Regions from separate parts of the Hordeum vulgare genome. Here region 1 is linked to region 2. The links are chromatin contacts, called in public Hi-C maps. All regions are on one chromosome and are shown on one strand. Each heading gives the region's core, a stretch centred on a gene start, on an enhancer-like site or on the middle of the called end of the contact. The rest is flanking DNA. Distances are from core to core; before and after follow the strand shown.

Region 1 (5,240 bases), core at 374-2,873, 180 kb after region 2:
GCGATCCCATCCCAACGACCGTGTGCATGGTTGGTCGGGAGAGCAGGTGCCTCCGGAACCCTGTCGTTCGAGATACTGCCTAGGAGAACGGCAATAAGGTTTTCGGGGAGCGTCTAGGCGCGGCTACTCCCGATTCGTCCCCGTATCCGTCCTCCTTTGATTCAATTACTTCCCTTGCATCAACAACATGGTCGACGCCAAGGCCGTCGTCGTCGCCACCAAGAAGAAGGCCACGGACGACGCCGAGGCAGCCGCTGCTGCCGCTGCGTTGGCTTGGCCAACCGAAGGGTTTGATATGTTCATCCCTCATTTACTCGTTCTGGTGCTAGCCGTATATGCCATGTTTATAGATATTTTGGTTCTATGTACTATACGTGCTAGTATTCTTACGTATCGGTATGAAATGCATACCGTATTTACCATGCTTGTTATTTACTCGTGGATTAGTCTACTCGGGAAAGTGCTAATATTTTCAACACCAAGAACATCAGAAATTTAAAAAAAATACATACAGGTCCATAGACCACCTAGCGACGACTACAAGCACTAAAGTGAGCCGAAGGCGCACCGCCGTCATCGACCCTTCGTCACCGGAGCCGAGCAAACCTTGTTGTAGTAGACAGTCGAAAAGTCGTCGTGCTAAGGCCCCATAGGACCAGCGCACCAGAACAACAACAGTCACCGATGAAGAAAAGAGTAGATTGGGAGTATCCAACCTGTAGGCACACGAACACAAACGAAGGAAGACCGAATCCACAGGGATCCACTTAAGACAAACGGCGACCGAATCCCATGAGATCCGTCGGAGACAAGCCTCCACACATCCTCCGACGATGCTAGGAACACCATCGGAACGAGGGCTAGATGGGGAGGACCTTATTCCATCTGCAGAGAGCCACCTCCGCCTTGCATCTCTGAGTAGGACATAAACCCTAACAAAACTTAAAAAGCATCAGAAAAGGCGCCCTTCCGTTGGCCAAGACCGGGATTCACCACGCCTCCATGGTACTAAGACCACTGAAGATGAGATAGACCGGCGACAACACCGACGGGAGGCACGAGAAACCCTAGCCTTGTGCTAGGGTACGAGCGATCGGTCGTCGTTGTGCATGGTTTTCCTTTAATTGAAATTCATGGATTTGTGTGTGCGCGTTTGCATATGAGATGTGTGTGCGTGTGCGTGGAAAGGAGGTTAAACCCCGACTTACGCATTGTTGTGATGCCCCCATCCATTCTTATTGATTAGCCTTAAGCAAATTAGCGTACACTTTACAAAACAAAATTTAATCATAGTTAAACCATTGCAAGATACTCCAGCAACTAAGTTTTGATTTAATAATAAAATGACCGCATAGCTACTCATTTCTACAGGCATAATGGACCATTTTTAAGAAAATGCATATGCATCACCCTAGCTACTGCTACTACACTCATGGTAGCACCCACCACAAGGGCCACAAGACGGTCCACAGGGCTGCCTGCCCACACAGTTCCAAGAGAATTAGTGTCGCCCACCCTTTCGCTTTGGCTTGCCAGCCGCGGCGGGCCCGTCCTGTCAGCGACACCTTTCTCCCCAGGTGGGGCTCCTTTCGTCTTTCTTTTTCACTGTCTTCCACACTGCCTTTTCTCCACTGAGACAACAGACAGACAGACGCACTCTCTCTCGCCGCCCTAATCCCTCCTCCTTTTGTCGATTTTTTGAACAATCAAACCGCCCCACTCCGCTGATTTCTTCCTCCCCAGCAAAAGGATTACGGCGTGTGCTCATCTTCTTCCTCCAGCTCTGCTGTGTTCCCACTTCCCAGACCCCGGACCCGGAGCCAGAGGAGGAGGGAGCCGCAGCAAGCAGAGCCTTTCCCCGCTCGCGGCCGCAGCGCATCGGCTGAAACAAACAATGGAGTGAAGGAAGGATGCACTGTGCCTGTGCCTGGGCTGGGATGAGGATCCGGTCGGTTTCCATCCCTTGATGCTCAAGATCGACGGACAAGCAGCAGCTCAGGTTTCCTAGCTGCTTCTCTTCTCTGCTTTGCTTGCCTCCGTGGGAGTGAGGTCTCGAGGGAACCCCATGGCGTCCGCCGCCGCTCTTCTCCTCCAGTTCCAGCTGCTGCTGCTCCTCGCACTCTCCGCTGCTCAGCCTGGTGAGTCGCCCTTCCTTCTCTTCTCGCGAGATTCTTGGGCCACGGAGGATTAGGCTAGAATCCATACCCTTAGATGCCGGAAGAGTCCAGATTTCTAAGGAGATTTGCGCAGCATATACACGCTCATACAGTTTCAGATTCCATCCTCTTATTATGCAACACATGTATGCTATACTCCACTTGCTAAGCTCGGGGGACCAGCAAATAAAAGTAGCAAATTGGGCTTGTGTGCAGGTTTCATCAGCTTGGATTGTGGGGGAGCTGATGATTACACAGATGGCATTGGCATCCAGTGGACTTCTGATGCCAAGCTGGTCTTCGGTGGGCAGACCACAAACCTGCCAGTCCAAAACCAGCTCCAGAAGCAATATTCAACTCTCAGGTATTTTCCAGCAGACACCAGCAAGTACTGCTACACGATGAATGTCAGGACCAGGACAAGGTACCTCGTCAGAGCTAGCTTCCTCTACGGCAACTTCGACAACAGCAACGTATACCCCAAGTTTGATCTCTCCCTCGGGGCGACTCCCTGGTCCACGGTCATAATCGATGATGCCGACACGCCCGTGGTAGAGGAGGCGATTATCTTGGCTGCTGCCCCGACACTCAGTGTCTGCCTCTCCAATGCCAGCACAGGACAGCCCTTTATCTCTACGCTCGAGCTTCGCCAGTTTAACGGTTCACTCTACTATACTGACTATGAGGCACAGTTCTTCCTTGCACTGTCTGCAAGGATAAATTTTGGTGCTGACGGCAATAAATCAGTCAGGTACTGCTTTCCTACATAATATTTGTGCCAGCATTGTCAATCACTTTGTATTGGCGTTGGAAACATGTGCTTGTTGCAATCTCCTGTCCTACTTAGGTTTGCAGTTATATTGTACCACTAGAGTGTCTGACTGTGCCATACTGCCACGAAAAGTTCTTCCTTTTTTGAGAGGGTAGACATAACAAAGTTCTGATCACGCTTCGCTTAGTACCATGTGTTTTTAGTTTTGACATCAAATGCCTTGTTCAACGAAAAAAAAAGATAGTTGAAGGGTGCTCTTTCTTTGAATTTCTCAGGTACCCTGATGATCCATTTGATAGGATATGGGAATCTGACTCTTTGAGGAGAGCGAATTACCTTGTTGATGTTGCTCCAGGGACTGAAAGAATATCGACCACAAAACCTGTATTCGTCGGTACTGAACTAGAACCACCTGAAAAAGTCATGCAAACAGCAGTGGTTGGCAAAAATGGATCCTTGAACTACCGGCTTGATTTGGAAGGGTTCCCGGGAAATGCATGGGCAGTCTCATATTTTGCAGAAATTGAAGATTTGGCCCCAGATGAAACTAGGAAATTCAAGTTGGTGGTTCCTGGCATGCCATTATTCAGTAAACCAACCGTTGACGTGGAGGAGAATGCGCAGGGGAAATATCGTTTGTACCAACCAGGTTACGTAAATGTGACACTTCCATTTGTTTTCTCTTTTGAGTTCAAGAAGACAAATGATTCTTCAAAGGGACCTATTTTGAATGCTATGGAAATTTACAAACATGTTCAGATTACCATGGGATCTCAAGATGGTAAGCGGTTGCCCAAAATTGTTACTTATTTGTTTTCAAATCAAGTGTAGTCTCTGATATGGAAAGAAAAACTTGTTGACTAATTTAGCGGTTCCATAATATTGACAGCAAACACCATGTCTAGCTTGGCCTCACGATATCCTCAAGCAGGTTGGGCGCAAGAGGGTGGTGATCCATGCTTACCAGTGTCATGGACCTGGGTGCAATGTAGTTCAGAAGCAGCACCCAGGGTTCTTTCGATGTATGATAAGTTTGATCGTGTAATTCTGCCTTCACTTTGGATTTATTGATTAATTCCTTGTTATAGAGCCTAAGAATTGTTCCTCACAGCACATTGTCAGAGAAGAACATCACCGGAAGTATCCCTGAGGAGTTGACAAAGTTATCGGCATTGGTCGAGTTGTAAGCTCAGATGGTTCATTCTTTCCATCCTTTTTCTTGTTTTGCTTTCTCTTGCCTGATCTGCCTATTTCTGTAAATGCAGAAAACTCGATGGTAACTTATTTTCTGGTGGAATCCCTGATTTTAGTGGATGCAGAAATCTACAGTATATGTGAGTTTGCAGTTCTTGTCATAGAGCAGCATTCTGCAGGATTTATTGAACTAATGAACTAATCCAGCGTGGTTTTATATATATGCAGCCACCTTGAAAACAATCAGTTAAATGGTGCACTGCCATCCTCTTTGGGAGAACTACCTAACCTCAAAGAGTTGTAAGTTCTTCATATTTTGTGCACTTTGTTTATCCAACACCTTACTATGGAGAATGGAAGTTGATACAGTGGTCCAGACTGTCCTTCCTCTCTTTGTTTCCTGATGCTCTGTGCTCAAATTTTTGTCAATGCTATTAATTTTATCTTTCTAACAAATGCATTTGATCAAGATTCTTTACAGAAATAGAACTGCACTTACTGATTCCAACCATTGCAGGTATATTCAGGACAATAGGCTTTCCGGACATATTCCAAGGGCACTTTCCAAGAAGAGCATTATTTTCAAGTCAGTACTTTCTCTTTAGGCAGATGTAGCTAGCATATTTTGGATTAATTAATGCGTAATATTGTGCTTGAGAACCCTACTGTGGCTAGACAAGCTTCACTTAAATTTGGTGACATATAATGGTTCCATACGTAGAGAGCACAACTATATATTTGTCCCCTAGAATTTGAAGGCATTTTTAAACTGAGAAAAAACTGACCCGACAGTGTGCTTTAGGATGTTCCTTCTGTTCTAACTTCTTACCTGCTGCAGCTGGTCAGGCAACAATGGTCTTCAGGGGCCAAGTGATAGTATTAGCCATGGCACCATCATAATCATCGTATGTGCTGTGGTCGGGGCCATCTTGTTACTTGCGGTTGCTATTGGGTGCTGTTTGTGTACACACAAGAGAAAGAAAAAACCTTCACATGGTATGTGTTCTTTGGCTCAGTGGACGTTCCTGGTACTGTGTAAGAACATGCAGTGATTTATTTTGCCATTTTGTAGAAACTGTTGTTCTTGCAGCACCAGCGAAAAAGCTAGGGTCATATTT
Region 2 (4,995 bases), core at 1,660-4,159:
GTAGAGCTACTATCATCCTGGGGCGGTAATAGCGACAGCCCAGAGCGGTAATACCACTTACGAGGTAAGCGGTACAACAAATGTTGAAGAAACTAATTTTAAAATCTCGAACATTTTTAAATTTTTCCGAACAATTTTTTTCAAACCAAGGATAATTTGGAAATCATGAATAAAATATGAAAATACGAACACTTTTTGCGTTTTGTGAATAAAATTTTGAACCTAAAAACTATTTGTAAACACTTTTTGCGTTTTGTGAACATTTTATGAAGTCACAAATAGAAAAATTTGAAAAGACGAACATTATTTTACATGTGAAACAATTTTTGAAACTGTAAACATAATTTAGAAAAGGCAAACATTAGTTTTCAAATTTACCAATGGTGTTTGAAAATCTTGAACATTTTATGAATTATTGTGACAAAAAATAAAAACTATAACATTTTTGAAATTTTGATTTCTTTTTAAAAACGCAAAGATTTTTCAAACTTCCAATCATTTTTTAAAAGGTGAACATGAATTTTAGAATAAAATTGACCACATGAATTATTTTTTAAGTTTTCAACAATTTATGAAAAATGCAAACTTTTTTGAGATTTATGGTTTTTTTAAAATACATAGATGTTTTGAGAAAATATAAACTTGCCAAAAGAAAGGTTAGAAGAAGTGAAAAAAAAGGAAAAAAAGAGAGAAGAAAAAAAAAACACTAATAAAAGCGGTCCACCTCAGGATCCCTTAAACGCTTAAGAGACCGGCCCACCTCAGGATGCTCGCTCGATCTTCTGTACATAGTCCCAACAGTTTGCCGCAACGAGAGGCAAATAGTATTTTCATATTTCTTTTTCTATGAAAAAAACTTCGAGTCTATTCATCTTCAATCATGATAGTACAACGAAAACTAACAATAATAAAAATTACATTCTGATCTGAAGACCACCTAGCAAGGACTATAATCATTGAAGTGGGCGGAGGCGCGTCGCTGTCATCGCCCCTCCCTTGTTGGAGTCGGGCAAACGTTATTACAATAGACAGTCGGGAAGTCGGCATGCTAAGGTCCAATAGAACCAACACACCAGAACAACAACCGCCGCAGATAAAAAGTGTCAATCGGAATTATCCAACCAAAAACCACACGAACAAAGATGAATGACGAAGAGATCCGAGCAAATCCATCAAAGATAGATGCATCGGAGACACCTCCACACACCCATACACGATGCTAGACGCATCATGTGGACGAGGGCTGGATGGGGAAACCTTTATTTCATCTTCAAGGAGCCGTCGCTATCTCGCCTTCATGAGTAAAATACAAACCCTAACAAAACTCGATGAAAGATCTAAAAACAAAGTCATGCCACCGACAAGGACCGAGATCCACTCCGCCTCCATGGCCATAAGGACACCGGAGACGGGGCTGACCAGCAACGATGCCCGCGGGAGGTGGTTGAGCCTTAGCTTTTTTGGGGCGGCGGCTAGGGTTAGGTAGGCATGCACGGGCATGATGGTTGCTTATTCAATTGTTTGTTGATTGGGCGATGGTGTTTTTCATGTTCCATGTCATAGAATTTTCAAGGGTTGTTCCATATCATAGTATAAGCTTCACGAGAGCGATTAACTGAAGGTTACACTTTGTGGGGCCTCCAGAGGTCAATTTTGGTGACATGATAGCACGCCAAGTGGTGTGTCTAATCATCGCACATGTTTTTCTGGTTTTAGATGTTTCATTTTTATTTTTATTTTTTGTTTTGATTCTTTTGTATGTGTTTTTTCTGGTTTTAGATGGTTTTTGGGAGGGGGGTTCAATATTTGCCCAGTTATCTCTTGGTTTTGGAGGAAAAAATTATAGATATATATTTGCGTATAAAAAAAATTATGCTTCCATGAGAAGCATATATTTTCTTCTTGTAAAGACATAAAATTTGATTATGCAAGATGCAGAACTGTGCTTCTAGAAAAAGAAAAAATATAATTTCATAAGAAACACATATTTGCTTTTTATGCAGTCATACATTTTCTTACATGAGCCGCACAACTGTGCTCATTAAAAAGGGAAAAGATTATGTTTCCATGAGAAGCACAAATTTGCTTGTTTCTCGGGAAAAGAACTTCACAACAAGCATAAATTTAGTGCTCCTGGAAAGCACATATTTTCTTCCGTTAGAATCACAGTTGCACTTCTCAAAAAATGGGGGAAGATCTATGCTTCCACGAGAAGCACATAATTGTTTGTCGAGGAGGCGCATATTTACTTTCGCGAGAAGCATAACTGTGCTTCTCGAAAAGGTAAAAATAGAAGAAGAAAAACTGAAATAATGCTTTCGCCTTTGGTTTTTTCTTTTATTTTTTTGTTTGCTGATTTTGGGGTTTTATTCTTTTTCTCGAGTTTTTTGGTTTCTTTTTTTTTGTTTTTTCTGAACAAAAGCTCATTGAGACGTATAAATTTGGAATTTAATTTCGAACATCTTGATGCGAGAAATTCCTCGATGAAAACAGCTTGAAATTTGGACGTGCGGTCCAAAAGATAAAACATTTTAACTAAATAAATTTTCAAAATATAGAAGAACTCTTAGGTTACGAACCGACGCACTTATGTGCCACTTGTCAGCGTCTAAGAAAGTGGAAGTGACTTTGCTATTTTTATTTTTGAGAAGAAGGTAACCCTTGAAATTAACTAGTGATTTCCATGCTTCATCTCGAGAAGCTGGGCAGAAAAGGCCTAACACGAGCAAGCCAATAAGCCCACCACCAGGAAGGCCGAAACAGGGCAGCACACGCAAGCCCGAATCTTGTCTAAAAAAAAAAGCGAGCCTGAATCGGCCGATCTCTCTCCATCCAAAGAAAGTGCCAGCAGGGTTCGAGAGAGCTGCTCTCTAACGATGGGGATGCTTTTGTACGCCGGTAGCCTCGCGCTTCGCCGGTCGGCTTCTGCACCCGATGCCGTGGTCTCATGCTTCTTGGGCCATGCTGGATGCAGCAACCCCGCCGCTGGCTTCCCGCTCCACCGACGGCCTCTCGGCTCTCGCTTCTTCAGCAACGGCAGCCGTCCTAGATCCAGCAACACTACGATACGAATTGCCAATTGGTAGGATACGGCCCCCTCCAACCGGTTAGGAATTGCCACGTTATATAGTTTGGTTGCAAAGATGAAAAATGGTCGGTGATAGCCATTTATGTGTTTGGTTGAGAGAATTATGGGTGGGCAGGTTTTTGGGTTGACCTCTTTGTTAGAGGTGGTGAGATTACGCATATGACATGCAATACATATTGTTTGAAGAAAATGTTGGAAATCCCATGCTATAAAGATAATACATTATTTCAAGAAAAGGCTATGTCAAAATGAAAGGACGTTGATAACCACCACACGTGTGGTGTGAGTAATATACGATTACACGCTCCATGATCACAGATTGGACCATGTCACCGTATGCATGCAGAAGTGACGAAAATGATGATCTTACTATGAATCTTTCGTCTTTTCAGTTTTTTAAATGCTTTACCTTTTAAATAAAAATTTAATTAAAAAAAATTCACCATTAAATCTGTTGCGACGAGATTTTGAAACTAGATCACATCGCTTGTCTCAGCTGGGAGTTAATCTTCCGAATGACTCGGTTATTGACAGAATCCTTGAGTCGTTTCCACCTAACTACAAGAGCTTTGTGATGAACTACAATATGCAAGGGATGGAGAAGTTCATTCCTGAGTTATATTCGATGCTGAAATCAGCAGAGGTGGAAACCAAAAAGGAACATCAAGTGTTGATGGTGAATAAGACCACCAGTTTCAAGAAAGGCAAGGGTAAGAAGAACTTCAAGAAGGACGGTAAAGCAGTTGCCGCACCCGGTAAAGCAGTTGTCGGGAAGAAGCCCAAGAATGGACCCAAGCCTGAGACTGAGTGCTACTATTGCAAGGCAATCACTGAAAGCGAAACTGCCCCAATTACTTAGCGGATAAGAAGGCCGGCAACGTCAAAGGTATATATGATATACATGTTATTAATGTATACCCTACCAGCGCTAGTAGTAGCTCCTGGGGTATTTGATACCGGTGCAGTTGCTCATATTTGTAACTTAAAACAGGAGTTGCGGAATAAGCGGAGACTGGCGAAGGACGAGGTGACGATGCGCGTCGGGAATGGTTCCAAGGTCGATGTAATCGTCGTCGGCGCGCTACCTCTACATCTACCTTCGGGGTTAGTATTAAACCTTAATAATTATTATTTAGTAGCAGCTTTGAGCATGAACATTGTATACGGATCTCGTTTGATGTGAGATGGCTACTCATTTAAATCTGAGAATAATGGTTGTTCTATTTATATAAAAGATATGTTTTATGGTCATGCCCCGCTGGTCAATGGTTTATTCTTAATGAATCTCGAACGTGATGTTACACATATTCATAGTGTGAGTACCAAAATATGTAAGGTTAATAATGTTAGTCCCACATACTTGTGGCACTACCGCCTTGATCATATCGGTGTCAAACGCATGAAGAAACTCCATATAGATGGACTTTTAGAGTCTCTTGATTTTGAATCATTTGACACGTGTGAACCATGCCTCATGGGCAAGATGACTAAGACTCCGTTCTTCGGAACAATGGAGCGAGCAACCAACTTGTTGAAAATAATACATATTGATGTATGCGGTCCAATGAGCGTTGAGGCTCGCGGTGGCTATCGTTATGTTCTCACCCTCACTGATGACTTAAACAAATATGGGTATGTCTACTTAATGAAACACAAGTCTGAGACCTTTGAAAGGTTCAAAGAATTTCAGAGTGAGGTAGAGAATCAACGTGACAAGAAAATAAAGTTCTTGCGATCTGATCGTGGAGGAGAATATTTGAGTCACGAGTTTAGCAAGCACTTAAGGAAATGTGGAATTTTTTCACAACTCACGCTGCCTCGCACACCTCAGCTTACAGTGTGTCTGAACATCGTAATCGCACTCTATTGGATATGGTGCGATCTATTATGTCTCTTACTGATTTACC

Evidence for each region. Hi-C and Micro-C count contacts between places; a contact is called where the count stands out from the background.
Region 1: a Hi-C map of seedling shows a contact between it and region 2, with 3 times the contacts expected there. The contact joins the promoter of LOC123452056 here to the enhancer-like site in region 2. A contact is called at or near these places in 2 of 6 Hi-C or Micro-C datasets (leaf and seedling).

The regions. Positions count from the first base shown.
Region 1 is chr5H:338,628,454-338,633,693 of MorexV3_pseudomolecules_assembly, forward strand. LOC123452056 (probable LRR receptor-like serine/threonine-protein kinase At1g67720) reads left to right here and starts at 1,624. Exons shown (of 15, transcript XM_045128630.1): 1 at 1,624-2,138; 2 at 2,373-2,907; 3 at 3,204-3,709; 4 at 3,818-3,950; 5 at 4,040-4,111; 6 at 4,194-4,262; 7 at 4,351-4,422; 8 at 4,640-4,708; 9 at 4,961-5,118; 10 at 5,195-5,240. The coding sequence starts at 2,066.
Region 2 is chr5H:338,451,727-338,456,721 of MorexV3_pseudomolecules_assembly, forward strand. No RefSeq gene overlaps it. Among protein-coding and RNA genes, the nearest start is that of LOC123452934, 20 kb to the right of the region's middle. Within about 2 kb of position 2,910, at least 2 of the 3 cell types and tissues checked have open chromatin away from gene starts, as enhancers often do. A contact at or near this core is called in leaf and seedling, where this site is marked.